2 separate regions of the Zea mays genome follow, and region 2 is linked to region 1. Evidence: chromatin contacts called from public Hi-C data. All regions are on one chromosome and are shown on one strand. The core of a region is the stretch at or near the end of the contact, and the rest is flanking DNA. Distances in the headings are between cores, read along the strand shown.

Evidence for each region. Hi-C and Micro-C count contacts between places; a contact is called where the count stands out from the background.
Region 2: a Hi-C map of leaf shows a contact between it and region 1, with 2.9 times the contacts expected there. The contact joins two enhancer-like sites. A contact is called at or near these places in 2 of 25 Hi-C or Micro-C datasets (both in leaf).

What each region holds. Positions count from the first base shown.
Region 1 is chr8:10,802,621-10,806,830 of Zm-B73-REFERENCE-NAM-5.0, forward strand. No RefSeq gene overlaps it. Among protein-coding and RNA genes, the nearest start is that of LOC100192882, 8.5 kb to the right of the region's middle. Within about 2 kb of position 2,656, at least 9 of the 20 cell types and tissues checked have an H3K27ac peak or open chromatin away from gene starts, as enhancers often do. A contact at or near this core is called in leaf, where this site is marked.
Region 2 is chr8:11,078,551-11,083,239 of Zm-B73-REFERENCE-NAM-5.0, forward strand. It overlaps LOC103634777 (ARM repeat superfamily protein), which reads left to right. Exons shown (of 20, transcript XM_008657364.3): 15 at 330-457; 16 at 1,005-1,205; 17 at 1,302-1,436; 18 at 1,531-1,656; 19 at 1,868-2,014; 20 at 2,257-2,743. The coding sequence ends at 2,406. Among protein-coding and RNA genes, the nearest start is that of LOC103634777, 21 kb to the left of the region's middle. Within about 2 kb of position 3,116, at least 15 of the 20 cell types and tissues checked have an H3K27ac peak or open chromatin away from gene starts, as enhancers often do. A contact at or near this core is called in leaf, where this site is marked.

The DNA.
Region 1 (4,210 bases), core at 1,406-3,905:
AATTCTGGAGAGTCTCCCCGGGTTCCTGCCTCACGGCATGGAGGTGGGCCTCCACACCGTGCTGCTGGTAAGCGCTGGCGAAGTTCGCAACGAACCACGTGCAGAGCTCCTCCCAGGAGTAGACTGATCCTGGGGTGAGATTCATGAGCCAGGTTCGGGTTGGTCCAGACAAGGCTACATGAAAATATGTTGCCATCACAGCGGTGTTTCCACCCGCTACCGTGATGGCGGTGACGTACACCTACAGGAATTCCGACGAGTTCGATGTTCTGTCGTATTTTTCTGGCAGGTGCGACCGGAACTTGGGTGGCCAAGACGCCGCTCGAAGATGATCTGCAAGGGCGGCGCAGCCCACACCGGCCAAGGGTACACCCGTTTGGGATCGGGTGCTCGTTGGTGTCTGTGGTGCAACCGCAACGAAGTCTTGATCGAGGCTGCGACCATCTATGTTCTGGCAGCGCTCGCGCGTCCTTTCCAAAGAGACTCGGGCATCCTCTCCCGCACGCCTGCGGTTGAGTTCTGCCCGAAGGTCGTTGGTCTGTGCGCCCCTTACTGAAGGCAAACACATAGACGCTGATGCCTCGTGTTCGCGCCGGGATGACCGTGTCCTCGACCTGGTCGAGGTAGAATGTGCCATGCCGAGCAGTTGGTCGACGTCGTCCCGCCACTGCTTCATGGCCCCCGGTGAGGCCGTGGAGCATGGAGGGTGTCGCAACAACTCCCTAGCTGCTGATAATGCCCCCGGAGAAGCCCTTGATGGAGTTCGGGACGTTTGCGCAGCCGTGTGCTGCCGTGCGGCATGCACTGCAGCAGTGCCCGGCACTAGACGGTTGGGAACCTGCGGTGTGGAGGAAGCAGCTTCTCCCTCCACCGTGAAATCTATCGAAGTCTCGGTGCGGTGCTCAATGATTTGCACCATCATACTTGGGCAAGGAAACAAGCAAAAATCTAATGCCTAGCCCCTACCTGGCGCGCCAAATGTCGGAGAGCAAATCTCCGGCCAGGTGGCGGAGTGCACCCGCCCTAAATCCTAAGATGAGGAGGGGCTTAGGCGTTTCGCTTGTTAGTTGGGGAAAAAGGAAGAACACAAGAACACACAAGGATTTAGAGTGGTTCGGGCCGCCGGAGCGTAACACCCTACTCCACTGTGTGATGTATTGCTGGTGAACTCGTATGAGTTTGTGAGTCTATCAGCTTGTGTGAGCCTGCGTTGTAACGTCGCATGTCTCCCCTTTTATAGCTGAAGGGGGCATGCACAAAGGTACTGGGCCCCGACATGTGGGCCCAGGGACATAATGAATATAGCACTTGGAGCCACAAATGTTTGCTGCTGGGTCAATCTTCTTGTGTCCTGACGCCTGAGATCTGCGTATCCTCGGCATGCAAGGGAAGCTTCTTGTAGAAGGGATGGTGAGTACAGTGTGCCGCTCGGCACGGGTGCACTGTTCACCAACAGACTGGTCAGGCGCGCCGTCTGTTGGATGACTCTGACGCCGTCTGCTAGCGGATTGGACAGAGTGCATTAAATGCTGAGAGGGCACATCGCCCGTCAACGTGGTGGCAGACAACGCGTCCTCTCCGCAATAAACGCAGAGGCTGCACGACTGTGTGGGTCTTACGTCAGGCTCGGCTCGTTGGTTTATATCACGGGTCGTAAGCCACGCGGCAGCAGTGGGTCTCCGCCTGGGCGGGAAGCGTAGGGCAAGGCTTGGACACGTGCCGGCACCGGACCCCTTCTCATGCCGGGGTCCTCCTCGTCCCGGGACCTTGCCCAGGCCCGGACCATATTCGGAGGGACCTGACATGCCCTCTTGGAAGCTCCGAACCCGTACGTACAGGGGTCCAGTGTACCTCTGCGGAGGTCCGGACCCATCGATGCACCGTGGGAAGTATTATCTTTCTTTGCCACGTGGTGCCCCTAGACCTGCCCATGTTGTGGGGTCGGATGCCGCTCTCTGCATGGCCTGGAGGTGCCGTACGGGTGCAGCGCCTTCATGCCGTAGAAGAGGGTACCCCTGATTCAGGGTACCGACAATTTTGATAATAGATCAAAATCTATGACACTGTATAAAAAAATCCTAACCAGTAAAAGGCGCCGAAACAAAAATAGATTGACGTGAATTAGTTGGAATATAAGTAAATTTAGCAAGTTGATTTCAGGAGCAGTTGGAGAGGAAATTTTATAAAAGCTCTCTAAATTTTTTTGTTTTTAGAATTCTTTTGAAAATTACTGGAGTTGCTCTAAGTTAACAGCCTTCTCTGTCCTTCAACTTAACATTTAAGCTTTTTGTTGCGTGTTATTATATTTGCTCTTATTATGTCGGTAATCTATTCACCCATACGACAAACGTATGCCCTCGGATTTTCACTAGTCACTACTTCGCCTCTGCTGTTTTTATAAATTCATGAGACGACAAAGAAAAAATGCGAACGTGAACGAATACCACGAAAAAGTAAATATATGCTCTGGGGCGATCGATTGATCAGGAAAAAATTTGGAACAAATGTTTGCGTTCTTCTTTTTCTCTAAAAGGACGTGAAGATGCAGCGTTGATTGATGCTGTTGGCTCCGCACAATTTTATAAACTTTACAGGCGTTCAGATTCCGTGCGTGCGTGCGTGCGTGTACGTACTACTTTTTTTTCATCTTTGGAAAAGCTTGAGTTGTTGGCATCAGTGGATCCACACAATCCTCTTGACGAGACAGATCGGCCTACGGACTTTTTATCCTTGTCGTTTCTTTGCTGTCGTTTAATTTCAACCGGCCAAATTCATTAACCTATATAAATTTATATAGCAGAAGATTTAGTCCTCTTAAATCCGCTCAATCCACCTATAATCGAATAAGCTCTAACGGTAACAGACATTGCTACCAACTACCGTTGGTTCAAAAGAAGTATTTTCTATATTAAAAAAAAAGTGAATGATCGTCTTGCTCAGATGGTTTGGCAGCATTCCTTAGTTTTTAAGTCTGATTTTCTGTACCGTAAATTTCATGCCGGAGTTAAAAAAACCTCTTCGTTTGTCAAACTTCAAATCACAGTTTAAGGGTCTGATTTTGGTTATAGTCAATGGCTATGATACCTTTGTGTATGGATAAAGTAAAGGTTTATAAATTTTCTCAACCTCTATAAAGGTTCATTTTTAATGTAATATTCAGGATTGTCTTATTTAAAGAAGGAAAGTAGAAGGAATGGCACTGCGTACTCTTCCTGCTAATCAGTGGTAGATTCAGAATTTTACTATATAGTATACCACCTAAAATTTATACATGCATTCGGTTAAACTAGTTATAGTTCAGTGGCCGTTTTAAATTTTAAACATAATTTGATATACATGCACTAAACTACACGGTAATTCTTGAAGTTGAAGACTAATTAAAAAATGAAAATATTAAATCTTGAATTTATAAAATTTAATTTAAAATAGTTACAAATTCTGATATAAAACAGATGAAAATGCATACTGATATAGACAAAAAAAGGTATTAATGTGACTTTTTACTTGAGACCTTTTAAGACTGGCTCCAACCGGACAACTAAGGGCTTGTCCGGTTACACCAATCCAGAAGGTTTTGACTAGGAATCCTCTTATGGATTGGTGTAACCGAACATGACCTAAAGGGGCAGCCAAAGGTAAAATAGATGGCTTATAGGCAGTGGCGGAGTTAGACCACCTTAGCCCAAAACACATTAAACTATATATATTATGTAAAAAATATTAGGCATAAAAATATTGCTCTTAAGCAATAGCTTTATTTTATTTACTTGACGTGACCACCACGACAACACAAACACATCACAACAACATGTGAAATTGGGCTCCTACGCCTGCAGCCACACCAGATGACTATCTAGTTCTAGAACAAGCATGCACGATAGTGCTCCAAGCAGATCTAGCATGACTACGACATGCACGTGTTCTAGACTCAGTACGACATGTTGCATGGTTGCACCTGCATCAAGTCGTTTAGGTAGGAGAAGGTCGTGCTAACCGTGCAGTTACCATAAATCCAATCAACAACATCTGATCGTTCAACTCTCATACAATTATATGGTACGTGCAGAGTACATACGACCATACTGTATTTGCTATTTTTTTACTTTTAAGATTTCAGATGACTTTTATACCTTTTATTTCTAATATGTTAGATGATCATACGACCTTTTTATTTGACCATATTATATTTGATAATTTTTTTATTATACAC
Region 2 (4,689 bases), core at 1,866-4,365, 280 kb after region 1:
AATGAATAATGATGATATGAGTTTGGGTATGAATAAGCATGAATTGTCCATATCCTCCCTAGTTGCAGGTATAACTCAGAATCAAAGTGCTCATCACTTAGCAATTGCCTTTTTCATAATTTTGTTCACAATCCTCGGGAACTAAGGAACTCAGAACCAAAGGCTTGCTAATTTGAACTTCACATATATAACTATACCTGGGAACTATGCTGTACAATACAGAGTGAAAAACTTGTGCTTCTGCCAAATCTTTTCCACATGGATATTTCTTTCACTTCAACATTTGTATATATTTACTGATAAGTTAATCCTATGGACATGCTCTGCAGGCTTTCTTCCACCTTCACGCAGGCGTTCTCTTTTTACTTTGGCAACTTCAATGCTCGTGTTTTTTTCGAAAGCTTTTAACGTTCTTGCGCTCATTCCAGTTGTGAAGCAAGTGTTGACAGAAAGTACAGTAAGTGAAACACAGTTCCTTGCTTCATTAGTATTTGCGGTGAAGTCATGTATGTGAACCATACAGGCGACTAAAAAGTCCACAGTGAATTTTGGCACTGTATTAGCCAGCTAAAGACATGTTTACGAAACACTCAAATTCCAATCCAACCTGAGCAGATCCCAGGCCGCAGACGACCTTTGGGCTTGGAACATCTTCCCATGCCTGAGCCAGCAAAGCTCTCCTTTTGCTTTCAGGCCTGAGATTTCATGTTCAGGGTCTCAGGAAGTACTACCAGGGCTCATGTTGAAGTTCTTATTGGATCTGTCAGGGCATGTCTAATTGGGCCAGACTGGCCTATTTTTGCTTATCGCAGTTTAGAAGTTATTGAGTCAATTGTTGCCCTTCTTTCATTGAAAGCAAGTACAGAACTATTTAACCTACTACTTTACAGACCTGTCTATTACAAATTGATCTCGAGTGGGCTGTTCAGCAGCGGTGGACCATTGGTCCAAGAAATGAGATTATTATATAATTCTCCTGTTATTTTCTATGTGCCTTGTTGCAGGTTGATCCATTTCTTTGTTTAATAGAAGACTGTAGATTGCAGGCTCTTGATAGTGCTAATGAGTCCTGCACGAAACTCTATGGTTCAAAAGAAGATGATGAGCTAGCTCTGAAATCACTGTCGAACATTGACATGAATGAAAATCAGTCAAAAGAAACATCAGTGCCTCTTATACTTGACAGCTTGGAAGATATGTCGGAGGTACCGCACAAAAGATTGTCATATATACGCTATTCCTCATGCTGTGAACCTTTTACTTGCTTATTTGGCAATGCTCTGGTGTAATTCTCTCTGCAGTCAGAATTGTCTGCTATTAGGAAACAGTTGCTTGAGGAATTTTCAGCAGATGACAGCTGTCTGGGATCTCATTTTACTGAAACACCTTCACAGTATCCAGCACAAAATGGGAAACTGCACCATAAGTCTATGGAGGTGATCAGTCTTGTTCATGATAGATAAGGAACAACTCAACACCTGTGAAGTTTTATCAGTTTGATCTTATATTATTATGATGGTACTTCTGCAGGTTATTCCATTGGGATTTGTTTTTGAAGATGATACTCTCGCTGAAGCATCTGACAGCTCAGTAGAACCTCACTTGCAACATCCGCCATGTAACAACATTCTTGATGTCAATCGGCTTCTTGATTCAGTATGTACTTATATCCTGGTTCTTCTACATTGTTCAAAATCCGCTGGAAAAAAAAAGGATATCTCCGTGCAGTTCATTTTTTTTCTCGAAAAACGCAGGAGTGTTTGACACTTGTTAGAGCATAATTTCATTACTCTCATACGGTGGTAACACGAAAAACCTTTTTAATATAAGTTGATAAGTCCTGAGAAGAGTTATAATTTGTGTATAGGTTTTGGAAACATCTCAGCATGTTGGAAGGTCGTCAGTGTCAACAAACCAGGATCTGCCTTTCAAGGACGTAGCCAACCAATGTGAAGCACTTCTGATTGGGAAGCAGCAAAAGCTATCTGCGTGCATGAGTGTCTGTGAAAAAGAGGTTAGAGATCCTTAGCACCTTGAACTGTCCACAGTTAAACAGCTGCCAATAAGAACAGTATTCATTGGCGGTTGGACGTTATATGAACTGAGTACATTTTTGCCACTTATTTTTATTTTGCATTTCCTTTAAAAAGTTGCGGTTTCAATATTTTATCTGACAGGTGAATTTAAAATGAGATATTGAGATTCAACCCAGGTGGAACTAAATGTGCATGTGCTCACAAGGTTCTTAACTTTCAGGCTGGTGAATCTTCCGTCGAGCAGTCATCTCGGCAGGATCCTCAAGCAGATACGTTTCTCTGCACAGCTGATGAACAATGGCACCCCAATTCCTGTAAGCTGCCAGCGCTGTGTCCCTACGACCGGTTCCTTGCAACGTCTGGGTGCTAAGATGATCTCTTCTGCGATGTGGATCTCTATAACCAAGAACGTGTTCAGTGGACGCCTAAAAATTGGTGGTTCCAGAGCTCATGCATGCTAAAATATGTGCTGTCGTGTGTGAGTGCCAGATGACATGATTTCCCTGTTTTGTAAATGGTTCTCGTCTACCATGCATGGGAAATATAGGGGGTGCATCATTGAGTTTATTTCATTGCTTTTGACAGAACCATTCTATCTCTCTCTCATGCTTTGTACTAATTATTAGCAAACGACGGATGATGAGGGGCAGAGAATCAACCCATTTTATTTCTCAAAATATAAACAAAAAAGAGTGAAAAATGATGAATCGCTTCAGGGCCTGCCTGCAGGTGCGTTTTCAATCCTAAACCCGGTGTAATGAAGGTTTCATGGACCGAACTGAAAAATAGTCTTTACAAGCCTGAAGACCTCGTTATGTCTCACCAGGGATGAAAACGAGTGGGAGAATTTTTTGCTTCGTCTGGTACCGTATTTTATTTTTATCGAGACCCTTTTCGTATTTACGGGGAAACAAGAATGAGATATAAACGGAAACATGAATGGGATATAAACGAAATGATATATTACGGGAACAGAAACGGAAACGGAAACGTTGTCGACGACGGGACTCGCACCGGTCGGTCGACGTCAATCAATCGCTCTCACTAGCTTTCCTGCGCACATGCATCCATGGAGCTGTGCCCGCGATATCATTCATGCGTACGCAAACGCGTTCTCGTCTCACGCGCACTCGCGCCGGCAAGTGCAAATGGAGCCGAAACCGCAGAGTGAACGGCCGGCTCGATCGATCTCTCGCAGCCCAAATGCTTGCTCCCTAAGCTACCACAGGTCATTACGGTCGGTTCGTTTCTCTCTCTTTCTTTAAGGAACATCACTTAATTTTACTCATTGTCACATGGAATGTTTTGGATACAAGTTAAAAATATTAAAAATATTTAATTATAGAACTAATTATGTAGATTAGAGCTAAACAATAAGGCGGACCTATCAAATCTAATTAGTCAACGATTCGCTCATATGATGCTACGTAAACATTTACTAATTATAGATTAATTACGCTTAATAAACTATCCTCTATCTATGTAATTAGTATTATAATTAGACTATTTAATACTGATAACATACACATGTAATGCATGCTACAAGCATTTTTTTAATGATGTGGCAGGAGAGTTAAGAGGAAAGAGAAGAAAATTGTATATTGAGGGAAAGAAACTACTTGGGCACAAGATCACATACATTGAAATTTTAAATTTTTAACCATTCAAGTGCCCCCCACACTCTCACATATGCTACCATTTAATACTCTATAGCTGATTAAAAATAATAATCTATAATACTATACATCGGGATAGTTGTATTTTATGTAATTTCATATGGCATGTAATCTTTGGATATTGTGAGAAGATAAAAGTAGATTGAGAATAGCCTTAAAAGACTTGATCCAAATAATATTATGCTTCGTCTTAATTAAAACAGATCTGAAGATTAAATTGTTTTAGTATGACCTTTCTATTGGATTTAATAATGGACTTAATCTCTGTTAATTCAATTCAATCAAATAAATACGTACTAAGGTCCATAATGTTACATATGCATTCTAGTTTTTGTTCTGATTGAGATTTTAAATATATAATGACTCAACTAGCTGGATGCCCGTGCGTTGCAACGGGAATATATAATACCAGTATACTACGATAACTTATATACAAAATCTGTGTTATATTGTTATGAGAAAATGTTTCATAATTAATTTGTGATCCTAGCCATACATAAATTTTGTTATTTTAATCTAGTTATTTCACCACTACATTGCAACCATCAGTATCATGCAGACTTTGATATATGCCACGATTTGTATGGTCTCATCATTGGAGAGCACGTTCCACACATGCCGGAAAAATTCCCTCGTACATCGTTAGTCATCAGACACGCACCACCATATGCTCTTGCTTAAACAAAAAGGTAAGTGTGTATGTATTTGCGAAGAGAATTAAAGGTAGACCGGCACAAAAGCTACCCTGACGGTGGCGAGGATGACGAACTGGTCACTGTTGTCGATCCTCCTCTGTGTCACCTCCGGTGCCAAGATGACGCCACAATCCTCGATATAGTAGTCGTCGAACGCACGCGACATGACGAGTACCGATGACTCTTGGTTGGGCTGTCAAACGAAGTGCACCCCGGGCTCATCAGCGACACTCACACAACGTCAGCAACGTCCATCGTCCCAGCGCACAAGAATTCATGTCC